Regions from separate parts of the Zea mays genome. Here region 1 is linked to region 2. The links are chromatin contacts, called in public Hi-C maps. All regions are on one chromosome and are shown on one strand. The core of a region is the stretch at or near the end of the contact, and the rest is flanking DNA. Distances in the headings are between cores, read along the strand shown.

Region 1 (6,514 bases), core at 2,123-4,622, 340 kb after region 2:
TTATTATGAGATCAACAGTCCTGGCCCCTCTTCTTTCTCCCGCTCAACTCGGCAAGCCGAGTGCCTCGACGGGGAAATCCCACGGCGGCACGCAAATTGCCGACGAGCCCCACGGCCCAATCAAAATTGAACAATCCCAGCGCTAATTAGAACCTAAGCGAACACAGGGGATCAAGCACATACCCGGAATTCGCAACAAGATGGCCGGTCCACGGTGTTGCACGGCGCGACGGCGAGTGCCTAGTCCGATGAGCAAATGTGCTAGAGCCGCGACACCAACGAAGAAACTAGCGGCTGCCGAAGCTTCAAGGGGTCACGACGCAACACAGGAATGCACCACGGATTGCCCGGTGCCCGCGGTTCACGTGATCGACGGTGGCGGACTCGTGTCTCCCCCGACGAGCTCGGTGTGCTGGCGGCTGAGACTAAACGATGGAGAGAAGGGGATAGGGGAGAACTCGGCTCAGCCCCGCGGTCATATAGGCCGCCAGGTTCGATACTGGAGCGCGCGTCGCCTGGGAATATCGCGCAGGTGGTTGAGCAGGAGCCGTTCGGCCATGGTGTGGCGAGGGCTGACAGATTGGCCTCACACGCCAGAGACGCGAACTCCACGCAAGCGTGGGAGAATGCCCTGGCGAGTGGGCCCCGCGTGGAAGTGAAGTGCAAGCGCGCGCGTGGAGAAAGCCGGGCCGCGCGAGTAGGGAATAAGGAACTGGGCCGCGCGTGGGTAGGGTTAGGTGGGCTGGCTTCAGAAGATTGAGCCCACGCGACTACTTCTTTATTCTTTTCTTTATCCTTTTCTGTTTTGTTTTATCTCTTCTTTCCAAATTCCAAGCTTCAAACTAATTTAAACTTTGTGGCATAATTGTATACAGACTAATTATGAATTTTGGTCATACAAAATGTGGTGAAGCCGTGTAATTAAAATTTCTAATTTGTATTGTATAATATTTATTTCTTTCCTCTCTTTTCCCCAATTTCTAGGGTTTTCTTTTTATCTCTTCTCCTTTCTTTTCTATTTTTTTAAACCCTAATCTCCATCTAAGATTCTATTCAATTTCCTTATCATCATATTTTGATTAATAATGTTGCTATTATTATTATATGCACAACAACAAAACTCCAGCATGATGCACTTTTATTGGGGAATTATTTATTTTAATCATGTCTCATAATAGTTCTATGAAGGAGAAGACATTACGCTAATTTTATTCCTCTCTTTTATATCCCCAAGTTGGGTATTACAATGAAACATGTGATTCAAAATACCACTGTGCCCAATTCGAAAATGTAACCATAACCACCTAGATTAATAAGTCAGGCTAAAATAAGTAACATTGTTGCTCCCTAGTTATTGGAAAGCCATCTATCAAACTGAACCTCATGTGTAGTCAGACTCAAGATCCTTCTAGTTTTGACTTTCATTTATGTTTGAATAACTGCCTGATGTCATTTCTCTCTTTAACTTTACATAAAACATACAGATGGAAACTTTGATGATGAGTACTTTAAGGGGACAGAAGAATCTAATCAGTTCCGTCGGGAATATGAGATGCGCAGAATGAAACAGGTAAATTCACTGAGCCACTTTCCTCCTTTCTGTTTCATATTCTCTTGCTACTGGATGCATTTCCTCTCAATTTGTCATATGGTGTAACTTGTCTTTGGCAATAAAATTGTGCAGGATGAAGGTTTGGACGTTATTGGTGAAGGACTGGAAACTTTGAAAAACATGGCATCTGATATGAATGAGGTTGTTTGCTGCACTTGATTTTTTTATATGGTAATTTTAGTAAGTTAAGGACAACTAACTGACTAACTGAGTAACTGCGATCTTCAGGAATTGGACAGACAAGTCCCTCTGATGGACGAAATGGATGATAAGGTCTGTTATCTGGCAGCCATTAGTTTTCGTTGGCTCCCAGAAATTGTCTAGCAACTCTTATTTTGCTACATAATGATGATTGTAGGTGGATAGAGCCAATGCAGATTTGAAGAATACCAACGTGAGACTGAAGGAGACTGTTCTTCAAGTAAGAACTTAGCACTTCCGTTCTACACTTGCTAACTAATGCTTGAGTAGTTTGGTGACCTCGTACCATTTGTTTTTCACATTGACTTGTTACCAGCTTAGATCAAGTCGCAACTTTTGCATCGACATCATCCTTCTGTGTGTCATTCTTGGTATTGCGGCCTACCTTTACAAGTAAGTAATATCCAGTTTAATTTCCTGAAGGACACCAGGGTATGCCTGAGTACCACTATTAGGGCATGTACAACCCACATAAATGCTCTGTATCTTATGGGGTATCAAGGGGGTAAGTGCAAAAAAACACAAGAGACGGTATTTTAGTGAAGGAACGTCTCTAGCACGGTTCTGAGTTCTCTAAGTCTAGATACGGTTCTATTAGAGCTTGTTCGTTTCACCGTTAAGCCATATGGATGGAGTGGTATTAAACCGGTTTAAATCCATATCAAGTTAAAATACATCTCAATCCATTCTAATACAGCCCAATTCATATGGAATTAGAATAACCGAACAAGACCTAAATGAGTCGTATCTTGAGGGGTTATAGTAATTAAAATAAAGACTTAGATACATTGGGTTGTACGAAGGGGTTTCTTAGTTATATTTAGTATTTGGGGAACCACAATATAGAATCGATGTTGTACATGCCCTATGGCCATTCTGACATTTTCTTTAGTTTACTTTGTTGCAGCACGATATTTCCTTCGATGTATGTACGGCACATAATATTGCTCTCTGTTTGTGGTGTGCAGTGTTCTAAAAAAGTGAGGTGGAGTCTTCTTGCCTTGGAACCGCTCATGTCGTGGTCCCTTTGTCACCATGGTTCTACCCAGTTCTTTGAGCGATTTGTGTGCACCAAGCCATTTGTTTTGTCTTATATCTGTATTATTATGGTGTCCAAGTTGAACCTTGACTAGGCTTGTTGAAGAGAACGCTGGTAACATGTTTGCTATATATCTGGGGAGTCGATTTCGTAGCGAGGAATGATTACACGGCACCATTCTTATCGTCTTATCGAACCACGGGCTCATGTATATTCATTCCGTCAGGGCTTTGTCTCCATTGTTTCTGTTGAATCAGTCTTGGTACCAAGAGCGGCGCTAGTGAGCAATCAACGATGACTGCTACTTCTTTAGCCTAATGCCTAACGAATGTGATCGCAGCTGCTTATCAGGAAAGATATATGTAGAAAGTCCATTTTTAGGAGAATTCTGTGCGATTCCTCAAAATTTTGAGAATATTACCACCGTCTAATTAAGGCTCTCGTGCAAATTAGGAAATTAGAGTTCGCTTTTGTAGTTCAGTTTCGACAGTCGTCGTCCCCTCTACTCTCTCGGCTTCCGCAGACCCCAGCTTCTCTGGCCCTCTCACTCCAAACATCGGGCTCCAGGCCGTCTCCCGCCAACCCAAATTCGCTTCCCGCCGCTCCCCATTAAACCCGCTTGAAAGGTCGCGCCCTCGAGCAGAGCAACCCCTGACCACAAATCCGATCCGCAGCCGCCGTGCCTCGCTTTCGTCTTTTCCCCTCTGCTCGAGTACGAGCGGCTACTCCCGGCGGCTGCGGCGGCGGCGATGAGCGCGGTGAACATCACCAACGTGGCGGTGCTGGATAACCCCACCGCCTTCCTCAATCCCTTCCAATTTGAGATCTCCTACGAGTGCCTCGTGCCCCTCGACGACGGTACGGATCACCTCCCTCCTTTTTTCTATGGCCCCGTGGTGCGTGGCGGCGGGCTAGGGTTTCGTGCGTCGTGAGATCGGTGGGTGTCGCTTTGGATGCAGTGTGAATACCGGGCTATGGGGGTGGGTTTTGCAACCTCTGCAGGATGACATCAGGAGGGTATGGGAGTTGAGTCGAGCGCTGCTACATCGGTTGCATTCCTGTGCGGCAGTACTAGCATAGATGCGGATGCCATTGTTGTCGAGGCTACCATTGTTCGAGGCTACCACTGTTCTTGTTCGGTGGTGCATGTTGCATTCCTGATTCCTGTAATGGAGTACGTTTTTGGATGTTAGGCGATTGGCGGATCCATGAATGATTAGAAACACTTAGCAATTTTTACATACAGCTAATTGTTGGTTCACAAACAATTAAGAAGGGTTACATGGAATTTGGTGTGTGTGTGGATTGGGGGTTGAACTGTCAGCGCTCCTGTTCTACAGCTCACCTTGTTTGTATGCTCGTGACGGTTAACTTCTATTAACCATATTCCGGCCTTTATGTAACAATTGGCATAAGAATGCAGCATAATTTCCACTATGCTGTTATGTACCATGTGATTCTTGATCATATATTCTACCCTCCATTACTAGTATCTAGATATCAGAATGTCAAATGACTTGAACCTATTTGCTTAGCGGGTCATTGAGTTGTATACTTGTATTGTCAAAATCTGGCTGCCACATTCTATAGTTGTGCAAGAAATTCCATGCACACACGTGTCATGCGTGGATGGCTGCCTACAATCTAGCATTAGTTGTGCTTGAAGATGATTATAATTGAATGTGCAATGGATAAATATCATGTTATTCGTATCTTGTACCTATAAGGGATACATATGTACTTGTGCTATAGCTGTAGCTGATGATACAAATGTATAATTTTGCTGTTGGACTTAACACAAGTGGAGTTCTATTTGAGTTTTTTTAAAATCTTGTACCCCCTGTTTGAAATTGGTAGCATGAATATTGCTTGTATTCTACTGAATATCAAGAGGGTTGTGGTGCTGAAATTGCTGGTGAGGGATTGCTAATCCCAATATCTGGACCATAGTGTCCATGCAGGGACATCAGTGGGATGTGGAGGTGGCCTAGGGCCTGTTTGGTTCAGCTTTTTTCTGACCAGCTTTTCCGAGAATCTAGCTGTGGGGAGAATCTGGCTGTGTAGAGAATCTGAGTATCATTAGGATTACGTGCTGAGGAAGATAAAGTTGTCCATGAAGCTCAGGATCTATAAAGTGACAGATTACTACTATTGCGATGACTCAACCGATTATATGTTTATGTTGATTTTAAATGGTTTTTACCCAAACGAATTTTATAGAAGCTGACTGAAAAGCTGAGTGTTTGGCAGTCCGCAGCAGCTTTTGGTGGCCAAAAGCTGCGAAAAGCCAAAACAAACTGGCCGCTAGTCTGCTGCTGGGCCTGCTTGAACGACGTCAATAGGAAGGGCTGAAGGGCGTGTTTGGTGAAGTGGGCTTGGGCAGTAGGGCTTGCTGTTACGCAGCCTGGGGAACGTGTGCACACAGCGCTGGGTCGAGTCACCACCAGTGCTGCTAGAGTGCGTCGTGGAGCTGGTGGATCTGTCATGGGGCATTGTCGAACCTCCAATGGAGGCAATGCTAGGGGAGTAGAGCCGCTTGAAGACCACACTAGAGAATTGACGGGGGCGATTGCTGGAGCTGGAGGTGGTGTTGGCTTGTTGTAGTCGATCTTCTTGAGGATAAGGTCGTTGTGGGCCTAATTGGAGGGGAACAACTTGAAACGCTTGAAGTGTGCCTTCTTAGGGGCGAATTTCTCATTTAGGCCGTGTAGAACATTGATGATGAGGGTGCAATTGCGGATAATCTTGTCGAGGTCGCCGAGAGTGCCAACTATCTCTTTCATCTTGCGGCGGTAGTCGTTGATTGAGACACCGCCTTGCATGAAGATACGAAATTCAGCGTCAAGGTGAAGAGCATGAGCTTCATGGTTGCTAGATGGTGATCCAGAAGCGGCGTGCTATGTTGTGGCGGATGTGGGTAGACTCCACTAGCTTGGAAGAGAGTGTGCCTAGCACCCACAATAGGAACATGACATCCATACGCCACCAGGATGGCATGACGAAGAAGGTGACATTAGAGAGGATGTGGTCGTTTGAATGCGAGGATGTGGTCACGCCAACGTTGTAGTGGGAGATGGGGTCCAAAACTGTTGGCATGAGGACACAGATGTTCATGACACCCGATGCCTACACATGGGGACTGGCGATGGTGGTGCCTCGTAGTCATGGATATCAAGGTCGTCGACAGCTTGGCGTCATCGTGGGCACCGTTGTCGCCCAATGTCCTTTGTGAGAACGTCCTGTGCGGCATGTAGATGATCTTGAGCGGCGACCATGGCCTTGGCAGCCTCAATGGCGGCACCAACCAGGCCCTGGTGGTCCTCCTTTTATGCGGCCGCATCCTTGGCGCGTTGTTGGGCATCAACGGTGGAGGAAGTGGTTGGAAGGTCACCATGTGGCGGTGGAGGGAGTGGTTGGAAGGTCACCATGTGACATGGTGGCGGCTTGGCACTAAGGAGGCGGCACATGCAGGTGAGGTTTAGCGTAAGCGAGATGTCACGGGATCATGACAGTCTCTTGATACCATGATAGCACGAATATTGTTTGCATTCAACTGAATATTAGGAGTACAATATATATACCTCTACCGATGATGTTCCTTTACCTGATTCATAGAAAAATGACCAAGCAGGTGATCCGAGAGAAATAGGGAAATAAGTCAA
Region 2 (6,624 bases), core at 3,718-6,217:
AATGGTTTCAAAACATGCCAGTCACTCTGTCCATGTTATGTAAGTAGCAATGGAGCTTTTTCAAAACCAGTTAAGAGAGCAAGTCAAGGAGAATCTAGCACAAATACTGACAGAAATCATAGCTCACACAATGCTGCTACTGAAGCATCGCAATGTAACAACAGAGCCTGTTACATTCCCAGGTTAAGAGTAGAAAGTAGCTACCTTGGTGTTCATTCATCTACCCCTACAAAATCCTTTCGCCCTCTGTCTTTCAATTATGTTGCACCTTCATTATATTCAAGCCTTTTCTCATGGGACACAGATACACTAGTATCCGGCCCAGATAACATTTCTAAGCCAATTGATACCATATTCAAATTCCACAAGGCAATTCGCAAGGATTTAGAGTTTTTGGATTTGGAATCTGGAAAGCTTATTGACGGGAACGAGTCTTGCCTTAGCCAATTCATTGGAAGGTTTCGTTTACTGTGGGGTCTATATAGAGCACACAGCAATGCTGAAGATGAGATTGTATTTCCTGCTCTTGAATCGAAGGAGGCATTGCACAATGTTAGTCATTCATACACTCTTGATCACAAGCAGGAAGAAAAATTGTTCCAAGATATATCCACTGTACTATCTGAACTTTCTCAACTACATGATGGTTTGAGCTATCCTCTTGATGTTGAAGCTGGAACAAATGATATTTCAAGTAATGAGATTGATTGGGCTAGAAAGCGTAATGAACTTTTGACAAAGCTTCAAGGATTATGCAAATCTATCCGGGTCACGTTGTCAAATCATGTTCATAGAGAAGAACTTGAGTTGTGGCCATTGTTCGATAAACATTTTTCTGTAGACGAGCAGGATAAGATTATCGGTCATATAATTGGAACTACTGGTGCTGAGGTTCTGCAGTCAATGTTACCTTGGGTTACATCAGCACTTAGTTTAGAGGAACAGAACATGATGCTGGATACATGGAAGCAAGCAACCAAAAACACCATGTTTGATGAATGGCTAAATGAATGGTGGAAGGGACCTTCAACTTCATCTGACCCATCAGACAAGGCTTCTACTCCTTCAGAAGGTTTGTTCAGTTGGTTTTTCTCTCCTCTAGAATGGTGGACGGGGATTTCTATGTCACTGAGATATTTTTATTTGGCCTTGTAGAAAGTCATTTTCAGGAGAATCTTGAACAAAATGACCAGATGTTTAGGCCTGGTTGGAAGGACATTTTCCGAATGAATCAGAGTGAGCTCGAGGCTGAGATTCGAAAGGTCTCTCGAGATTCTACTCTTGATCCAAGGAGGAAGGCCTATCTGATCCAAAATCTCATGACCAGGTTTGTTATCTAAAAATAAAGTAAATAAGCTGATTGTTATCTCCCCTTAGGAATACAGAAAATAAGTCTGTATTATATGTGTTTTTAAATTTGTAAATTTCAGCCGTTGGATAGCTGCTCAGCAGAAATCACCACAACCAAGCGTCGAAGGACATAATGGATGTACACGACGACCTGGATGTGTTGCTTCGTACCGAGACCCAGGGAAACAAATATTTGGCTGTGAGCATTACAAAAGAAACTGCAAGCTTGTTGCTGCATGCTGCGATAAGTTATTCACTTGCAGATTCTGTCACGATAAAGTTAGTGACCATACAATGGACAGGTATCTTCACCACAACCATTCATTTTACCGTCCACACCTTTCCTGCTGAGGGATGCTTATGCACCTGTTGTGCTATTAGAATTTCAAGGTTTTCATTTTCACATCGAACCAATATCAATTAAGCATGACATTTTATTTGGAAATAGATGTTTGTGGTTGTGCCATGGACCTGTGCCTCCCTTGTGAAATGAATTGATTTTCTGTCATTGAATTTTCTAACTGAAGCTTTTATTTCCAGTGGGATACTTGGCTCTTAGTATACCAGCTTTGCATAATAAGGACAAAAGAACTTGTATTTGTATACTTGAACGACATTTTCTGTCATATGACTTGCTGATTGTTGTAACCTAGAAATCTGTTATGAAGAAAAAAAATGAATCAATTGTACTTTCCTTAATTTGCGGAGCTGCTATTTGTAGGAAATCAGTGATGGAGATGATGTGCATGCAATGTCTGAATGTTCAACCTGTTGGTCCAAATTGTCAATCCCCTTCTTGCAATGGACTGTCCATGGCCAAGTATTATTGTAGCATATGCAAGTTCTTCGATGATGAAAGGTAATTCTGTGCAGATCAACATTTTAGTTTATTCTGCACTAAACAATCCTTGTTTTTGTAGGGTGCACACATTTCTATTCCATAAATGCATGGTGGTCCAGTTTCCGCCATTACCCTTTGAAAGTTGAAACAATGATGATTTTTTTGTTAGCACCAAATATATGGATATTTTATTATAGTCCTATTGTCATATTCTACTTATGAACAGTAAATTGCCCCGTGCTATATTCTTCTCTAACTTCAGCTTCATGCAAAAAGTTCAAGCCACTAAAGTAGCGAGCTCTGAGGATCTAAGGGGGTGTTTGGTTTAAAGATTCAATCCATTCTTAATAAAGTGGTACATCATGAATTCATTCCACAAATTTGGTATAATGAACTTATTCCTCTTATTATTACTAATTATTAGACTATGAGAAATGAAATGGTGATGGATCAACTCATTACATTCCACAAACCAAACAAGAAAGTGAGGAGTGAGAACATGATGGACTACCTCATTCCTCAAACCAAACACGCTGTAAATGTGTTATGTGCCTCATTTGGTTTATTTACTTCATTGCATTATTACTTGAAGTTAAATTCTCGTCTGACGTGGTTCAATCTTTGAGATATTTTGCAATCCTAATTCTCGGTTGTTTCTCAGGAGTGTCTACCATTGTCCTTTTTGCAACTTGTGTCGCCTTGGGAGCGGATTGGGCACTGATTTTTTTCATTGCATGAAGTGCAATTGTTGCCTTGGCATAAAGATGATAGAACATAAATGCCGGGAAAAGATGCTAGAGATGAACTGTCCAATCTGCTGCGACTTTTTGTTTACATCGAGTGCACCAGTTAAAGGCCTTCCTTGTGGCCACTTCATGCATTCGGCTTGTTTTCAGGTATGGCAGTCTAGTTGCATTCTGGTTTGCTATTATGGACGGGGTAAGTGCTGTTCTAATTCTAATACATTCGACCTTACTATTTCAGGCATATACTTGTACCCACTACACTTGTCCAATCTGCTGCAAATCCTTGGGAGATATGACGGTAAACTACGCCGCTTAAGCATAAGGAGTTATTTTGCGTTCGCCATTTCGGTTTGTTCTGCCGTTGGCAGTCCATAGGCATACTATTATTGCGCTCTCTCTTCTCCAAAATAATTTGAGGGGTGACCAAGGACCCTTGTAGGCTTGAAGATCAATACTCCGTACATTCCAAATTATAGTTGATCTTAGTTTTGGACATGTTATTCTGCTCACAGTTCTCGACGATACATAAGTCCTACAGCGGTTTGCGCTTTTCTCCAGTCCAGTAAAATAGCTAATGTGACGTTTTTGTTTCTGAAGGTGTATTTTGGCATGCTTGATGGTTTGCTGGCTGCAGAACAGCTTCCTGAGGAATACCAGGACCGGTGCCAGGTAAACCATTATCGCAGTCCCGGTTTCATTATTTCATTCATATAGCTCACATTACGTTTATCATCGTTGCGTGGCTGTTTCAGGATATACTGTGTAACGACTGCGAGAGAAAAGGCAGGTCACGGTTTCATTGGCTCTACCACAAGTGTGGTTTCTGTGGTTCTTACAACACCAGAGTTATCAAGACTGATACGGCAGAGTGTTCTCGCCCTCTATAATTTCTTTTATGCAATCCATTTGTATATATATATCGACGGGGTAGAAACCTTGTGACCGTAGGTGTGATAGTTTTTTTATAGAGTGAACTGGGGGAGGAACCCCACCTGGATGTATTATGAGGAAAAAGTGACTGTGCACATGAGGAGTCTGAGAATTACTCGCTCCCGTCCCAAACTAACTGTATTTCTACGATTTGAAATATATTCGCTCATATATTTCCTGTGTTGCCCTTCAGCTGTTTCCTGGGAACATCTCGGTTTGTATCAGCGATACAGTTGGAGACCTTCTGAACACTGTCCCCAACTCAAGCCGACTCAGTTGAGCTGAAGAGCAAATAAATACTCAGGTTGCGATTGACATGGTACATTCTCGTCTGATCTTTTACTTGGAATGCTCTTCTTACAAGTATGAAGTATCCTCTTCAGTCCTCTGACCACAAGTAGAATCTTCCAGAGACCCAGAGATCCTAGATTGCGAGCACCTAATATTTTTTTTTGGTATGCCAACGTGTCACATATCTCTTACGAATTGATCGGACACATTACGTAGTCAGCAGCAGCACCGGGCGCACTATCACCGCTGCTGCTGCTGCATGGATACTCCAAATACGCGTGTCTCCAAGAGGCGGCGATTCCTGGACTGCAGGCCAGGTTTCAGAAACTTGACTGCTGCTTCGATCAGCCGAGCCTTGTTCCTGCTGGACACTGACCTTGGGCTCTTAACAGGCGATGCCACCTTGTGTGCGTGCCTTCGTGCCCACAATGGCCGTGTATATGTAAGTATGTAACGTTGAGCTGACCTGCATTGCCGTGGCGGCGGTCGTATCGTTTTGAGATTTCGAATATGTTTAAACGTAAAAATGAAAAAAGGATACAGGTTTGATGACCTTGACCTAGCCCCGGCCATGTAATAGCATTAGAGAGTGGGTCGTGGTTTGGGCCTGCGCGCCTTTAAACTGTATTGGGCTTGGCCCATGTACAGGAACCAAACACATGGTACAAAATCTAGGTATTGTGAAATACTTCTGCCACTGCCACTACTGCCAGCCTGCCAGGGATCTATTTGTAAAAAGACAATGACAAAATTGACATCAAAGCGAAAAAGAAAGAAAAAACACCCTGTCCTCACCAGTTCAACGCCTCTTCTCCGTTCACCCGGCGTGTGCTCTGCCTCTCTCTCTCTCTCGTGCAGCGACCGCCGACGCGCTTCGCCAGACCTTCGCCGGCGACGAGCACTCACCAGGTATGCGCACCCTCTCTCTTCCGCTCCTTCTGCGCGGAACCGATAAAACTGGAACCCTAGCCTTAACTATTTGGCTTTCTGTATTTGGATCTGATCTACTTACAACTGTACGCATTCGTACTACCTGGTTCCTTTGCAAGGAATACTGTGTGTGCAAGTGTACGCCGATGACCCATGTCCCTTTCTGGGTCTGGCCTGTGTAATGGTAGTGGTTTTTTACCACTTCGCTGTGGCTGTGGGCTGATTGAATCCAGTTCATTCTCCTGCACATTCTGTTACTTCTAGATAGATTTATGTGCTGCGTGGTTCGGTTAGGTTCTACGTTTCCACCTGTGGCACTGTTGCTGATAAGTTACCAAACCTTTGTGGGTACTGCTTGAGTGTGCCGGTCACTGTAGGCTAAGTCGTCCTGGCCTTAAGCCTCGATGAGATCTATTACTTGTAGAATTTAACGTGGTGAGATCTCGTCGGTGATTAGATTATCATTTGTCATTGAGTGTGCTTTTGTGCCTTGATGTTTGAGTGTGCTTTTGTGCCTTGATTATTGAGTGTGCATCCGATGATTATTGGTGCGGCGGAACCATCTAAATTTCGGCTTCCATTAATTATGTTTTTGCACTGTTGTTTTATTCCTCGACCCTTGTTCCATGGACTGGTTGACTGCACTATGGACTGTCGATTTAGTATGGACAGCGTTCCACATAATCACCAGAGATACTCTAACCTATTTTATTAATCTGTACCTGTAGGGAGGGCCTGGATTTTGTTCATTTTTTTTCTTAAGTGCCTTTTTTTCTGTGAATAACCCATGTAGGGCGTGAAAATGTCAACAAGCTCTTTGAAAGAACCCAATGTTTCTCAATCAAAAGACGTGGAGAATGGAAATGACAATTCTGTGAAATCCTGCATTAGCAAGCCTGTGTTGAATGGCAACAAATGTGCCAACAAGGAACAAAATGTTCCGTCTTGTTGCCCTGGCGCTGTGACAAATGGAAACGAGGCTGGAAATGCAGACGTGGAGTACATTGATTCTGAGAATCTAGTGGATCTACCAGATGTTGATGCAGCTCTATGTGTATGGCACCTGTTTGCATATTTGTGATATTTTATTGGACAGATTGGTTTCTCTTTGTTTTTAGTTCTAGTCAAAGCTAAGTTTTATTGTTTCTACTTTTTCAACAGACCTTAGTTAAAAGGTTGGATTCAAAGGACTGGGTTATGACATGTGAAGCTCTCAACAATGTTCGTCAGTTGGCGATGTATCACAAGGAAAGATTGCAGGAGCTGCTGTAAGTTGTTTCCATCATATTATATGCACAAGAAATGTGTTTCCCCGTTGGAAAATTCTTCACATATCTTTTGGAACCACTTATCCATGCCAATGACAGAGAATATCATATCTCCTTTGCTAATTGTTTAGCACGAACTGTTTGAATGCAGGGAGCCTCTAGTTCCTCTTATCGTGAAATCTGTGAAGAACCCAAGAAGTGCTGTATGCAAAACAGCACTGATGACTTGTGCTGACATCTTTAAGGTCTATGGTGACCTACTGGTTGA

Evidence for each region. A called contact is a pair of places that touch in the nucleus more often than the background predicts.
Region 1: a contact with region 2 is called in a Hi-C map of ear, with 1.6 times the contacts expected there. The contact joins the promoter of LOC100283736 here to the promoter of LOC100273726 in region 2. A contact is called at or near these places in 3 of 25 Hi-C or Micro-C datasets (ear, leaf and tassel).

What each region holds. Positions count from the first base shown.
Region 1 is chr6:174,550,379-174,556,892 of Zm-B73-REFERENCE-NAM-5.0, forward strand. LOC100283736 reads left to right here and starts at 3,373. Exons shown (of 3, transcript NM_001156635.2): 1 at 3,373-3,710. The coding sequence starts at 3,602. LOC100283631 reads left to right here. Exons shown (of 9, transcript NM_001156532.2): 4 at 1,485-1,570; 5 at 1,685-1,753; 6 at 1,841-1,885; 7 at 1,971-2,033; 8 at 2,130-2,206; 9 at 2,782-3,282. The coding sequence ends at 2,797.
Region 2 is chr6:174,208,777-174,215,400 of Zm-B73-REFERENCE-NAM-5.0, forward strand. LOC100273726 reads left to right here and starts at 4,968. Exons shown (of 6, transcript NM_001148136.1): 1 at 4,968-5,067; 2 at 5,882-6,142; 3 at 6,250-6,356; 4 at 6,508-6,624. The coding sequence starts at 5,891. LOC103630692 (zinc finger protein-related) reads left to right here. Exons shown (of 14, transcript XM_008651747.3): 7 at 1-1,072; 8 at 1,156-1,327; 9 at 1,431-1,652; 10 at 2,072-2,209; 11 at 2,853-3,087; 12 at 3,176-3,235; 13 at 3,535-3,606; 14 at 3,690-4,052. The coding sequence ends at 3,824.